2 separate regions of the Sus scrofa genome follow, and region 2 is linked to region 1. Evidence: chromatin contacts called from public HiChIP or PLAC-seq data. All regions are on one chromosome and are shown on one strand. Each heading gives the region's core, a stretch centred on a gene start, on an enhancer-like site or on the middle of the called end of the contact. The rest is flanking DNA. Distances are from core to core; before and after follow the strand shown.

Region 1 (6,680 bases), core at 356-2,855:
ACATTGTCGACTCAAAAAAAAAAAAAAAAAAAAAAAAAAAGAAAGCTGAGAGTTAAGTTTTATTTGGGGCAAAATTCGGACCTAGGTCCAGGAGACAGCATCTCAGGTAGTCCTGAGAAACTGCTCCAAGACGGTGAAGAAGGAGCTAGGATACACGGGAGTCTTTTTGCAGCAAAGGGCCGGGAGCAGGAACAAAAGAGTCCTGGGCTCACAGATACCATTCCTTTGATATGCACCTCTGCTGTCGGGGCCTGTATCCTGAGTTTTCACAGCCTGCAGGACTCGCCCGCTCTCACCCTGGGAGGTGACTGCATTCATGGATGACCCTGACATTCTTTGTTTTATCCTTAACTACAGCCCAAGTGGTGGTATTTCAGGTAGCTCTGCAATGCTGCTCCCAAGTGGAAAGGGGGATATCAGAATATGATAAAGAGGAAAGGGGGATACCAGAATACGATAAAGGGGAGGGGAGGTGCATACAGCACACACCCATTTTGCAAAATTTGTTGCTCTCTCCTGAAGGTCACAAGGAGCAGACATCCCCATGAAGGATTTTAGTGTTTTTCTAGATATGAAAATTTGCAAGAATTGGGCACATAAAATCTTCTCCTAAAAATATCTATCTGAAGAACTGTGCTTGCAGTTTTCCCAAAGCACAGAGTGCCTCTCTGATTTTCACCCAGAGTTCTGCTCAGGGGGTGCCGTGGGTTGGCAGGTGCGGTGGCTCATGATTTAATCCATGTAGAGGCTGATGGCAAGTGCCAAACTCCAGTTCACACAAGCATTACCTTTTGAGCCAGCCTTTTTTTTTTTTTTTTTTTTTTTTTTTTGTCTTTTTGCCATTTCTTGGGCCACTCCCGCGGCATATGGAGGTTCCCAGGCTAGGGGTCAAATCGGAGCTGTAGCCACCGGCCTACGCCAGAGCCACAGCAACGCGGGATCCGAGCCGCGTCTGCAACCTACACCACAGCTCACGGGCAACGCCGGATCCTTAACCCACTGAGCAAGGGCAGGGACTGAACCCGCAACCTCATGGTTCCTAGTCGGATTCGTTAACCACTGAGCCACAACGGGAGTTCCCCGAACCAGCCTTTCGAGACTTATGGAAGGCAAAGCCTTTTATTTCAAAGGACAGGGACACAAGGCCTTGCCTACAGTTTTGAACGCAGATGTGAGAATCGTATTTACACAGAACTCCACCTTCTTTTTCCTCCCAGCTTCTGTTATGTCGTTTTTAAACTTTGACGCTTTAGAACATCCACACCCTCCCTGTGTTTCCTTAGTCCTACACTTACTTCAGCGCTTTGGGCCATTTCTTCTGAAGCCCTTCGTTTTCCCAGTCACCTCTCCTATTGTCATTTATTTTCAGCTTTGCCCAAACGGCGGGATGGTTTCGCAGCCCTGCACCAGTCGTCCTCCTCCCGATGGCGGGGAGTGGGAGGGGGTGTTACTGAAATGTGGCAACCTTGCGACACGGCGACATCTTTTGGCGGGAGAGAGGGACGCGGGCGCGGTGGCGGTGCGATGAGGTCCTCCCGCGGACAGGGGGCGCGCGGCGGGGCGGGCGTCCTCGGCGCAGGCGCAGCGCGCCTCTCTCCCAGCCGCACACGCCGTGACCCCGCGCAGCCGCGCGGCCCGCGGACTCTGCGTAGGGGTTGGCGCCGGAGCGGTCCGGCCGTCGGGGGCTGACGCCGAGCGCTCTGCCCGCCGTCTCCGCGGCGCGTCGGCCCCGGTGCGTGGCCGCCCGGGAGCGTCGGCCGGGCGGACCGGGTAAGTGGCGCCCGGGGCAGGGGGCGAGCGCCTCCCGGGCGGCGCTGGACGCGAGGCCGCCGCTTTCGGCCGCGCCGTGAGGGCCGGGGGTCCCAGGCCGTCCCCCGGCCGCCATCCCCTCGCCTCAGGCGGCCTGGCCCCGGCCGACTCTCCGCGTCTCCCTTCGCGCCCCGCCGCCCCTTTCCCTTATTTGCCCGGGTTATCGGGCCCGGTCTCCTCTCCCGGATTCTCATTTTCCGTCTGTGTGTCCTCGTCTCTTCTGGCCCCGCGGGCGTGTTTGGGGAAAGTTGCCCGGTCCGTGACCTGGTGGGCAGGCCTGGGTCACCTGTGGCCCCGAACGCTTGCACCCCTCCCGGTTGGAGGGTGCAGAGGAAGGAAGCCGTTTCCTCCCCCGGCCGCAGAGCGGGGAATCCAGGTGTGGACATCTCTCAGAGACCCGGGTTCACCTGGCCGCGCAGGAAGACGGGACTCCGGCTCTAGCGCTGCCCTCGTCCGTGCAAAGCGGCGTTGCAGCTCTCACGTCCAATCGCCAAGCATCTTTTGAACATCTCCCTTTACCCAGACCATTTGTCAGCAACGAACAGTGGCTGCAAGATAAATAAGCCTCTGTCCTTGCAGTCTGGAAGATTGGTCTTTCGGGAAACAAGCATAAAGGCATGGGTTGATCTGAGGGACTGGAGGGGGGTCTGGAAAGGCTTCCAAGAGGGAAGGAGGCTTATAACTGAACCTTGGAGGTCTTTGGTTCGATGTGCAAGATGGGGGAACGGTTTCCTGCAGAAGAAATAAGTGCGAGAGCGGCAGAGGCCGAGCGTCTTAGCGCGTTTCGGAAACTGCAGCAAAGGCAGAGAGGCTTGAAGAGGGCAGGTCAGGTCAGGTCAAGAAGGTGGGAGAAGTCAGTAGTGGAGAGCCGTGGAAGGGATTTATTGCTAGAGGCAGGCGGATGGGTGGGAAGTAGGACCTTCTGGACGAGGGCGAAACGCAACATCCTCAAGTAGGTGAGGACTGCGTCTCCTCCAACAGAGTTTTTAAAGAGTGCGAGTCAATTTCCAGTTTTATGGGGTGAAGGACACAGACGTTTTGATTATAAAACACAAAGACATTTTGGGAGTGTAGGATATTAGTAACTTAAACTGAGGGTGTTTTCTTTTTAGAACCTTATCAAGAGATGGACGCGGTGCAGTTTAGAACAGTGAGTAGGCTGTGAGCCGGCGGGAGATGTGAGAGGTGTGGGCACTGAGGAGCTGACCCTGGGGCTCTCTGATGGCTGCGGACAGACTTTACAGAAAACAGGAATCTGGAGAACTGTCTTGCGTTTCCAAATGCAACTTTGTAAAGTGGATGTCTCTTTACCTGGCTTGTTTTTTTGTTTTGCTTTTGTTTTTGCCATTTAGAGCCACACCTGTAGCATATGGAGGTTCCCAGGCCAGGGGTCCAATTGGAGCTGCAGCTGCCGGCCTACACCACGGCCATAGCCACACCAGATTCTTAACCCACTGAACCGAGGCCAGGGATCGAATCCGCAGCCTCACGGTTGTTAGTTGGATTCCCTTCTGCCGGGCCACAGTGGGAACTCCTACCTGTCTTGTTTTAAATTACACTCGAGGAGCAGTCAGGGCTGGTACTCCTTCCCCAAGTCTTCCGTACTCGTGGATAGTGAAGGATGCTCTCTTACACACCTGAGTTACAGGTGACTCACGGACACTCCAGCCTATGTACTTGGGCAGTTATAGCGTCTATGAGAATGAATGGAAGTATTAAACTGTGACAAGGGGTCAGAGCTGGAGGTACAGGGAAACATTTAAAAATTCTTTAGGAAGTCACACATCTTACACATGAAGCGATGCCTCTTATTACCTGTCTTTTTTGTTGGCATCAGCATGCACCACCCTCGTGGCCTTTCCTGTTGCTTTGTGTCCATGTGTCTAGCACTTGGCGTGTTCTTTAGGATTCGTTTTTGATTTATGATACATGAATGTCTATTTAGTGATAAAAGGTCTTTTCTTACCATGTCCACTTGTTTAGGTGCTCAGAGCTCAAACTTTGACTCATTATTAGTTGTATGGTGAGGGGAGTTTCTCTCCCATGAATTATGGTGTAAAACTTACGGTGCTTCTATGGGCAAAGACAGAACAGGCCTTACCTTTAAAGGGCTGATGATATAGTGAGAGACACGTGTTCAGGGACAGTTGCTTTTACGTGGGGGGTTGTCACAGAGGCTTCAGAGACGCACTTGAAAGGTGAGTGAGTGGAATGCTTCTGAGAAGATGTCTGTATTCTTTTTCTGCCAGTTGCACATGTGTAAAAAATACTTTGCCAGCTTAGGTAGAATCTTGAAAAATCCTCATTCTTCTGGCAGAACCATGTTTACCGTGTTTCTTTTTAAGGGGAAAAAAAGCATACCTGGAGGGGTTTTTGTTGTTGTTGTTGTTTTTGGGTGCACCTGCAGCATGTTGACGTTTCTGGATCCGGGATTGAACCTGCACTGCAGTTGTGACCGGCGCCACAGTTGTGGCCATGCTGGATCCTGAACCCGCTGTGCCACACAGAGACTTCCTGGAAGATGTGTTAACCGAAGAATGGTGTTTAGAAGTAAATAGTTAGAAGGTTTCTTAAAGACATTATACAAATCAGCTGTTGGTATTTGATCCTAACTTCTTAAAGTATATCAAATGTTAGAAAGTGCTGGATTTTTATTACCTGGCACCAGACTTCATGAAATAAATGCTATATTATCTGAAAGCCGTCACAGCATTAATTAATTTCAGGCCTAACGGCCTTGTCTGTGCACCTGTTACATTTCAGTGTTTGCGCTGGAGTGAGTTGTGTATGATATATTTACATGTGCTTAAGGCAGCTGAATTAAAGATATACCCACCTTCTAAGGAATTGATGCAATAAAGCTTTGTAAATAAAGTTATACAAAAGGAGGGAAGCAAGGAATTAACAGAGCGGGGCTCAAGTTGCTCACCCCTGGGCCGGGGGGATCACTTGAACGGGTTGGGGGCCCTGGGGGTTGAGTGGCTTCTTATCCAGACCATGTCTCTTCTTTTGGGTGGTGAGTCCTCTGCTTGTAGTGTCGTGGTAATTACTTAAAGCAGGTCGTAAGTGTGCAGTAACGAGGGTGCCGTTGCTGTGATTAATCCAGTTCTGTGAATTTGAAGATAAATGAAGAGGAGAAAAGTGAGGAAAGCACTTCTGCGTTTACTGTGATGCGGAGATCTGATTAATAAGCCCCGGGTTACACAAAAGCCAGCGGATGCTGCTAGGGTGACGTCAGTTTCGCGTGTTTAAGGTGTGTTTTTAAAGCGTTTGAGAACGGGAACGGGGAACTTTAAGTGACCCGAAGGTACAGCTGTATAATAACTTCCAAAGCTTGCGGAGCGCGGCAGGTCCCGTGGAATTGTTGACGGGTGAGCTTCCGAGTGCAGTGGAGCTAGAGGAAGTATGGTCTCGTGGACTCTTGTCACTGGATCTGGGTTGTCGTGGCGTTTATGATGGCCTGGATTAAAACGGTGGCTTCTGGGGTGGACCTGGGGCGTTCCCTGTGGAACCTGGAAGACGGGGTGGGATGTCAGCCGTGCTTAGTTAGGTCACGGCTGCACTCGGCGCGCTCGTTCTTGACGTAGCCTCAGTGGCTCCCGCGTGGCTCGCGCTTAGAGCTCACAAGACCCGGTTTGTTCGGCACTGAAGGCAAACCGAGGGCACTCCCTGCGGGACACACTCTAGGGGATTGTTGGCACTGTTGTCAGCCGAGCGGGTGGGCTGTCACCCGGGCCTGGAGGAGGAGGCCGCGTAGGCCTGGCGCTGGTGCAGGTGAGTTATGGGGCCGCCGAGGGCTCTGCTGCTCCTCGCCTCCTCCTGTGCTGCCGCGGGCCTTTCATGTCCAAGTCTCAGCTCAGGGCTTTTAGCAGCCTGAGGGTTCAGACATCCGGGAAGGGGGAAGACTGAACGGTGCTGGCGCGCGGGCAGAGAGCTGCGCGGAGGGAGTGGGTCACCGCTGCTCCTTCGGCCCCGGGGCGCCTTAGAGAATGGAGAAGCTTTGCCCAGGGTCAGACAGTACGACCCGGGAAATTAAATGTTTCCCTTCTTGACTCTGTGACCTTCCCTCCCCGAGACACACACGAGCACAGGAGTTGTGTGGCATGATTTCAGTGCAGGATGCGGTCCGAGCCTGGGAACTGACAGATTTTTGGAATGTGTCTGTGGTCAGAAACTACCTGGGTTAAGAATGTCTGCAATTTAGAGATTTCAGTCAAAGTTTTCTTCTCTTTCCATCTGCAAGGAAGAGATTGATTTCTTTTTTTTTTTTTTTGCTATTTCTTGGGCCGCTCCCGCGGCATATGGAGGTTCCCAGGCTAGGGGTCTAATCGGAGCTGTAGCCACCAGCCTACACCACAGCCACAGCAACGCAGGATCCGAGCCGCGTCTGCAACCTACACCACAGCTCACAGCAACGCCGGATCCGCAACCCACTGAGCAAGGGCAGGGACCGAACCTGCAACCTCATGGTTCCTAGTCGGATTTGTTAACCACTGCGCCACGACGGGAACTCCTGATTTCTTATTTTGAGAAGTGGGACAGGTGGTTTCGAATGTCAAGGTTTTTAAGGGTGGCAGAGAGATTTACCGGCACAAGCTGTGTTCTGACCAGCTCTGACCTGGGCGGATTTATCTCCAGGGTCCCTGGTTCCCCTTCTGGGTGCCCTCGGCTTTCGTGGTCCTGAGCCTCTGTAGCAGGTGCTGCTCTTCGCCCACTTCAGTGGGACGAGGCTTCCTAAGTGCCGGCTCTCGTCCTTCTGATGTCGTTGTCCTCTTGTTCCTCTGTCTGCTGGGGTGGCAGGTATTGGTCGCTCACATGTAGGTTGTTGGCTGTCTCTTTGTAGTCACCGCCATCGAAGACTAAGATTCTTC
Region 2 (7,727 bases), core at 4,811-7,310, 200 kb before region 1:
TCCACTGAGTGAGGCCAGGGACTGAACCTGCAACGTCATGGTTCCTAGTCGATTTGTTTCTGCTGCGCCACAACGGGAACTCCCCAGTCAGCTTGGTCCAGTCACCCAGGTCTCCTGTTTAATTACACCAGCCTCCCAACTTCGTTCACAGCACCCAAGCTTCCCCTCCAATCCATTCTGTGTCGCAATAGAAGATCTTGGAAAAATGCACATCTCTTACTATTCAGTGGCACCTCACACACTCAGAGGATCTGAAACTCTTCACGTGCTGTCCAGGGTCCCAGGTGACCTGACTCACCCTTTCTCTGCAGCCTCCCCCTCATTCTCAGGACACAGGATGTCCTGCTCTCCTTTTGGGTGCTTCATGCACTACACGCTTTTCCCCAGCTCTGAGCATTGCCAGGTACCGTCATCTCTGCCTAGACTCCCCCACGACCCTGCCTCCCACTTTGAGCCTCCTTCAGGTCATAGCTTTTTTTTTTCCCCCCACTTTTTTAGAGCTGCACTTGCAGCATATGGGGGTTCCTGGGCTAGGGGTCTAATTGGAGCTGTGGGTGCCGGCCTACACCACAGCTCAGCAACACAGGAGCCGAGCCGTGTCTTTGACCTACATCACAGCTCATGGCAAAGCCAGATCCTTAACCCCCTGAGCAAGGCCAGGAATCGAACCTGCAGCCTCCTGGTTCCTAGTCAGAATCATTTCTGCTGCACCACAACGAGAACTCCCAGGTCACAGCTTAAGTGTCACTGAGGTGGAGATGCCTCAGTCCCAGGCTGAGTCGTGTGCTGCTGTCGGGAGCCTGCGATTCCACGTGACACTCCTCAGACTCACAGGACCTGGAGTGTGTGTCTCCCCTTCCCTGTGAGCTCCATGGGGTCGGGGTGGGGACCACATTATCCTGTTTCTGTTGTAGCCCCTGCACCTGGTACAGGGAGTGCTGAATGAATACATGATTATTTGTTGAACAGATAAAAGGATAATTTCCCCCTAGGTTTGATTGCTATCTTTGTTTTACCTTCTTTTTTTTTTGGTGGCAGAGGGTGGGGGGTGCCCCGCAGCACATGGCGTCCCCAGGCCAGGGATCAGCTGCAGTCGCGACCCACAGCTCCTTTAACCCACTGGGCTGGGCCAGGGATCGGGCCTGCATCCCAGTGCTCTGGAGACGCCACCAAACCTGTTGTGCCACAGTGGGAACTCCCGTTCTCCCTTCTTTACCGGGGCTTGTGTCCTTTGTTCAGTTCTCTCTCGGTACCTTAGGTTCTTCCTGAACAATCTGTCCGAGCTCTTTATGTAGCATCGATATTAACTCTCCATCGCAATTAGCAAATTTTCCCCTCAGTTTGTTGTTTTGTTCTTACCTCTGAAGAAGCAACTTTACTGCCTCTAAACAGCCGTGCATTGCTGGGAGAAGAGAGTTGAGAATTAGAGCTTTTTATTCATTTTTTTTTTATTTATTTATTTAGTCTTTTTGCCTTTTCTAGGGCCACTCCCGCAGCATATGGAGGTTCCCAGGCTAGGGGTCGAATCGGAGCTGTAAGTGCCGGCCTTCGCCAGAGCCACAGCATCGTGGGATCCCAGGCAAGTCTGCAGCCTACACCACAGCTCACGGCAACGCCAGATCCTTAACCCACTGAGCAAGGCCAGGGATTGAACCTGCAACCTCATGGTTCCTAGTCCAATTCGTTAACCACTGCCCCATGACGGAAACTCCAAGAGCTTTTTAGTGTATAAATAAAAATGCTTCTTGGGAGTTCCCTGGTGGCCTAGGGGTTAGGATGCAGCACTTTCACTGCTGTGGCCCAGGTTCAATTTCTGGTGTGGAAACAGATCCCACATCAAGCTACTGCTTGCGGCAGCCGAAAAACAAACAAAAGCTTAAAAAAAAAAAATGCTTCTTCCCTCCTGGCCCCTCTCTCTGCTCATCCTTGGACCTGGGACTTCTGGGAAGGAGTGTGAAATCAGGCAAGTTGCTGCTACCCCCAAATTACACATTTAGTTGGGCGAATGATAAAAAAGTGATGTTTTCCGGCTGACACTTGATTATCTGGTTGTTAGGAGACTTTCACGGCACATTTTCAATACTAAACCTATCTCCTCACTTTTGTGCCAAGAACCCCAGGGCCAGGGTTTGCCTAGGAAATGGAAAACACTTTAACAGTACTCCATGGCACGATAACCAAGAATTCAATTCTCCCGCTAAAAGTGCCCCTTCTCCACAGGAAGGGTTTCCACTGTCCGCGCCCCGCTATGCTGCGTGAACGGCTGGATGCCAGTGGTTTCTCCACAGGAGCGGGGGCTCGTCAACCAGCTGATGAGCGAAGAGTTTTTCCCCTCACGTGCAAAGTTTTAAAAAGGATTCCTGGGTCCTGCCCGCTGTGGCCAGAACTGTGTGTCTGCCTCCTCATCGTCATGTCACAGGCCTCAATTCCAGAAAAACTACAAGTCCTGTATTCTAATTCAACGCACCACCTTCAAGGCTAAGGCTTATGCCCTTATGTCTAGATTTGGGCTCTTGGGCTGCTTGCTGCCCAATGCATCTCACACCACCCTGCACCCCGTTTTTAGCTTTTTTTTTTTTTTTTTCTTTTTTGGTCTTTTTATGGCTACACCCGAAGCATATGACAGTTTCCAGAGTAGGGGTTGAATAGGAGCTGCAGCTGCTGGCCACAGTCACAGCCACAGCATGCCAGATCCAAGCCACGTCCGTGACCTACTAAGCGCGGGGCCAGGGATCGAACCCACATCCTCATGGATGCTAGTCGGGTTCGTTACCACTTGGTCACACAGGAACTCCCCCCGTTTTCGCTTTTAGCTAATTGAAGATATTTTATGACGAGATAATTCAGAGTTAAGGAGAATTACGCCAAACAATGAAAACGGTGGCCCGGCGTTACATTCGACATTATCATTAGAGAAGCTGCACCCGCTGAGGCCCGGGATTCAATCCTAAACACCTACGCTTGTTCAAACGGACGCACCCTGGGCGGTGCTGCTGAGGAGGCAGGGAAACGGTCCCTCCTGCTTTGAACGATGACCACATGGAGATGCTCAGGGCTCTCAGCACGGTGCTGAGGGACTTAACGTGCCCCTTAAACCTGCGACTCCGAGTCACAGGCATCGTCGTCGTCGTCATTCTGTGGCCGAGGAAACCTGCTCAGGAGACCTAGTTTCCGGCCCAAGGTCAAGGACCTGGTAAGGAAGAGAACCAGGCTACCACCCAACTAACTGGGGAGCAGACGACAGATACGTGTGAAAAGTCACCCAAAATAAGAAAGGAGAGGAGTGCCCTGGTGGCCTTACAGGTTAAGGACCCAGGACTGTCGCTGCAGTGGTGCGGCCAAAAAAAATAAATAAATAAATAAAAGAAAGAAGAACATGCTGAGGGCCAGGTGACATCAGCCTTACTGACTACGAATTTGCCAGAACACCCCAAAGCTGCTCTCACTGCCTGCCCCGTCTTCCCCAGGCCCTCTGCTCTGCTGCGTGCCCACCCACGCCTGCACCCTGTACGGCTCGGGGGCCACACCTGCCGTGTGCAGCGGGGTTCTCCCGACCTTGCTCTCTGTCTTCCAGGCAGCCGGGCAAACGGTGAGCAGGTACTGGAGGATCCGAGGGTCGCCCTCCCGGCTGGCGATGTGGAAACTGTTCCAGCCGTCTTTGTTCTTCAGGAGCGGATTGGCGCCGTGCTCCACGAGGTCCTGGACCACCTCGAGGTTCCTCCTGGTGCAAGCCATCATCAGAGGAGTCCTAAGGCCAAAAGGGACAAGTGGTCAAATGGGGAGGCGGCAGCCAAGATGCTGGAAGCCCGGGACCAGGTCCTCAGAAAAATGCACGTCCTCGGCACAGAGAGGAGCTGGAGGATGTTGGGGTCTGGGAAGCAGGAAAACAGCCTTGGCTGGCAGCTTCTCTGCTGGCCGCGAGGACCCTGGAGAGGTAACAAGGGGAGAAAGATCCTGATGTCAGTGCACCTCCAGGAGGGGAAAGGCGAGAGCGAGGAGGCAAAGCTGCTTCTAAATGAGGTTGGTTTTTTTTGTTTGTTTGTTTTTTGTTTTTTTTTTTTTTGTCTTTTTACGGCCACACCAGCAGCATATGGAGGCTCCCAGGCTAGGGGTCTAATTGGAGCAACAGCTGCCGGCTTATACCACGGCCACAGCAACACAGGGTCCGAGCCGTGTCTGTGACCTACACCACAGCTCCTAGCAACGCTGGATCCTCAACCCACTGAACGAGGCCAGGGATTGAACCTGTGTCCTCATGGATGCGAGTCAGATCATTTCCTCTAAGCCATGACGGGAACTCCTGAACTAGGTTTTTTAAAGGAAGATTTTCTTTTTGGTCTTTTTAGGGCCTTATCTGAGGCATATGGAAGTTCTCAGGCTAGGATTCATTATCCCTGAGCCACAATGGGAACTCCCCGAAGATTTATTTCCCACAGCATGTGGAAGTTCCTGGGCCAGCAAGGTAAGAGTGGGCAAACATGTCTGTGACTGCACTTCCGAAATGCAAAATCGAATGAAACTTGCCTTTTTTTTTTCCGCTTTTAGGGTTGTACCTGCGGCACATGGAAGTTCCCAGGCTAGGGGTCCAATCGGAGCTGCAGCTGCCGGCCAATACCCAACGACCAAGCCCAGGGATCGAACCCAGTAACTCATGGTTACTGGGTGGGTTGGTTACCGCTGAGCTGTGATGGGAACTCCTGAAACTTGCCCTCTGAATGGTTGTATGGGGAGACGGTTTCCTTACCCACAGAACTGATCTGAGAAGTCTAAGAGGTAATGTGCCTCCACTCTTGAGACCAATTCACTAGCAGCTCAAGAAAATCAGTCTTGGGCTTCGTCGCAGCCAAAGAGCAAACCTCCAAACATCCCAGGCCTCTCCCCTCACCAGTGGGCAAGGTGCCCTTTATTTAGCCATATGGCTGTCTGATGTTTCTTGTTTACATCAGAGCAGGAATCCCTTGAGGGCAGGAGCTTCACATGTTTGAATCATCAGATGTTCATAACCTCTAAGGGGCTAGACCGACCCAGTGAGTACTGAAAACAGTGTGGATCTAACACAACACGACTGCTTGGTGCGATGGTTACTCTCACGGCTGTGAGGTGGTCATGCCAGGCTACACATGTGATAAAAATCAGAGCACCACACGTGCTCCAGTGTAAGGATAACTGATGAACTCTGAGGAAGTCCAGGGATTGTAGCAATGTCACTTTCTTCCTTTTGTTTTCCTGCTGTGGCTCTAAGATGTGAACTTTGGGGGAAGCTGGGGGAAGGGAGCATGGGACTTCCAGAAGCTTTCTTTGCAACTTTCTGTGAACTACAAATTTCAAAATAAAAAAAAAAATGTCATCGGTGAAGTCATCATTTAGCTAAATGTTCCCAGAAGAACATCGCATCCTGGGGCTCATGCGATCTACACGCGGGACAAACAATTCGTAGACTGACTGTCTCTACCTGTTCATCTGTACTGTCCTGTGCTTTGCAACGGGAGGCAGTTTGGAACAGAAGACTGCAACAGTCCCCACAAGGGCAGCGACAAGGTTCGCTGTAGGTCATTCTTCTCTATAGGGGAAGGTTGAGGAACTACAGTGTGGACGGAGTGGGAATTCACGATCCTGCAGGGAAGGGTGCGGGTCTCTCCGAAAGTCCCGCCACCTACCAGTCGGCCTTCTTCAGGCAGTCGACCGCTGCTCCCCGGCCCAGCAGGTATCGCACGCAGTCCCGGTGGCCCATGGAGGCCGCCTCGTGCAGCGGCCGCTTGTAGTCTCGGTTGGTGGCTTCGATGTCCATGTCCCAAGCCTCGACCAGATAGGTCAGGACGTCCAGGTGGCCGTGGCGCGCGGCGCAGTGCAGGAGGGTGTCCCCAGCCGGCCCCGCGCAGTCGGCGCGGCCTGCTGCCCGCAGCTCCTCCCGCAGGGCGCACAGCTGGCCTTCGTGCACCAGCCGGTACAACCGCCGCGGGTCCACAGACGCCGCCATGGCCCGAGATCCTCTACGGGCCGGGACGGCCCGGAGGACCCTCCTCCAGCCCCGCCCCTCCCCGGGACACTCTTCCGGATGCCCCGCCCTCGCCCCGGGGCCCCTCCCCCGGCCCCGCCCAGATCCCGGCCCCCTCCCCGGCCTGGCCCGCCCCCGGGACGCTGCCTCCCACGGACCACGCGTGCGGGCTCGCGCGAACGCACGCTCGGAGCCTGCCGCACGCCCTGGTTTCGCCCCGGAGCAAAACGCTAGGTAGTGGCGGCAGCGTCTGCCGGGAGGGACGCCCGCCCTGAGCCCGAGTTCACCCCGCCGCCGGGAGACCGGAGAGGCCTGCGCGGAGGCCGCACCAATGTGGGTCCCGAAAGCGGGGCAGGCCGGGGTAGGTTCTAAGCGTCTGAGTGCGGACGCCGCCGCCAGTCGGGATCACCTGGCAGCGCGGGCCCCCGGGGGACGGGGTGGAGCCCGCACGTTCCCGCCCCCAGCCCCGCTCCGCCCACAGTCCCGCCCCGCCCGACGCGGCCCTTCCGCGGGTCCCGGAGCTCAGAGGAACTCTGGGAAAGTTTCCACTCGTTTCTTCCGCCCTAGAGGAAGCACGGACGGGGCGGGGCCCGCTTGCGGTAGCCGCCCCTATTGCAAGTGCGCGTTCCGATTGGTCGCTGGGGCAGTCTGTCAGCGCGCCCCTTCCGCACACGCGTTTCGATTGGTCCGGAGCACAGTCCGTCAGCGCCGGCGGCGGGCTCTTCGCGGGGCTGCGGCGGGGGCGGAGCTGGCGGAGGAAGTCCGCGGCCTGCTCGGGCTCGCGCTGCCCGGGGGACGCTGAGACTGGGACGCCTGGGGGGCTCTGGCCCGGCGGCGGCGGCAGGAGCCCCGTTGCAGAGCGCCATAGTGCGTGAGGCCGCCGACGTGGCAGGGTGCGCGGGTGGGGCCAAGCCGTGTGGACGCTGAACCTTTGGGGGTCCTTAGCGGGGTCTGGCCTTGGGGCATGGAGCTGCCCGCGGGGGGCGTGGAGGGGCGCGGGCAGACTGCCGGTGAGGTGCAGGGGCGCAGTGGGGCGCGCACGCGGGGGAGGTCCAGGGGCTCACGGGACGCAGGGGTGCGGCGCTGCTCGGGGCTGTGGGAGTCACGGGGGACGTGGCCTCCGCTGCTGGCCAGCTAGCATTTCCTTTCCTTCTGCGTTGCTGTTTTGACCTTGGGCGAGTCATTTTATTGTATCCTTTTGCTTCCTTTTTTTTTGCAGTCTTCCTTTCCCCTTACCTGAACATTGAGAAAATTAAGGCGATGTGAAAGGGCCTTGAGCTGGTGGAGGGTACATTAAGATCTGAGCCTGCTGTGTGGGTTGATGGGAGAGCTGAGGGTAGCTGTTGAGTTTTTACCTGATCTTACTGGGTGCTAGTCATTCAACCCTCCGGGTGTTTTCAGTTGCTTTGGAGATAAAATGGGAGCAGCTACTATTTGCCAGGCCTGGAAACAATTATGCTTCACGTATGGTATTGCACTCTGGTTTACAAAGCACTTTACATTAATCACCCAGTTCACAAACAACCCTATAAGGCACCATGATTGGGGGGGGGGGGTAGCTGCGGCAGCGAAGCCTAAACAGGTTAAAGAGGTTAGCTTTTTCCCAGAGGTGGTATAAAGAAAGGCCTCTGGAAGGAAAGATGGTAGCACCCAGTGAGTGTCTGCTGGTGCGTGGTGCGCTGCTCAAGAGAGAAAAAAGACCTCTGGTACGAAAACAACCCCGTTTTACTAA

The links. HiChIP or PLAC-seq counts read pairs in DNA pulled down with a chosen protein or histone mark.
Region 2: an H3K27ac HiChIP or PLAC-seq map of skeletal muscle shows a contact between it and region 1. The contact joins the promoter of ANKRD16 here to the promoter of RBM17 in region 1. A contact is called at or near these places in 3 of 47 Hi-C or Micro-C datasets (liver and skeletal muscle) and 1 of 2 datasets of contacts at active chromatin or transcription factors (skeletal muscle).

The regions. Positions count from the first base shown.
Region 1 is chr10:64,903,931-64,910,610 of Sscrofa11.1, reverse strand. It overlaps RBM17 (splicing factor 45), which reads left to right and starts at 1,605. Exons shown (of 12, transcript XM_003130822.6): 1 at 1,605-1,770. It overlaps LOC110255720 (a long non-coding RNA gene), which reads left to right. Exons shown (of 3, transcript XR_002336422.1): 3 at 1-5.
Region 2 is chr10:65,107,376-65,115,102 of Sscrofa11.1, reverse strand. It overlaps ANKRD16 (ankyrin repeat domain-containing protein 16), which reads right to left and starts at 6,060. Exons shown (of 7, transcript XM_005668213.3): 1 at 5,658-6,060; 2 at 3,528-3,748; 3 at 1,360-1,402. The coding sequence starts at 5,977. It overlaps FBXO18 (F-box DNA helicase 1), which reads left to right and starts at 6,128. Exons shown (of 20, transcript XM_021065040.1): 1 at 6,128-6,356.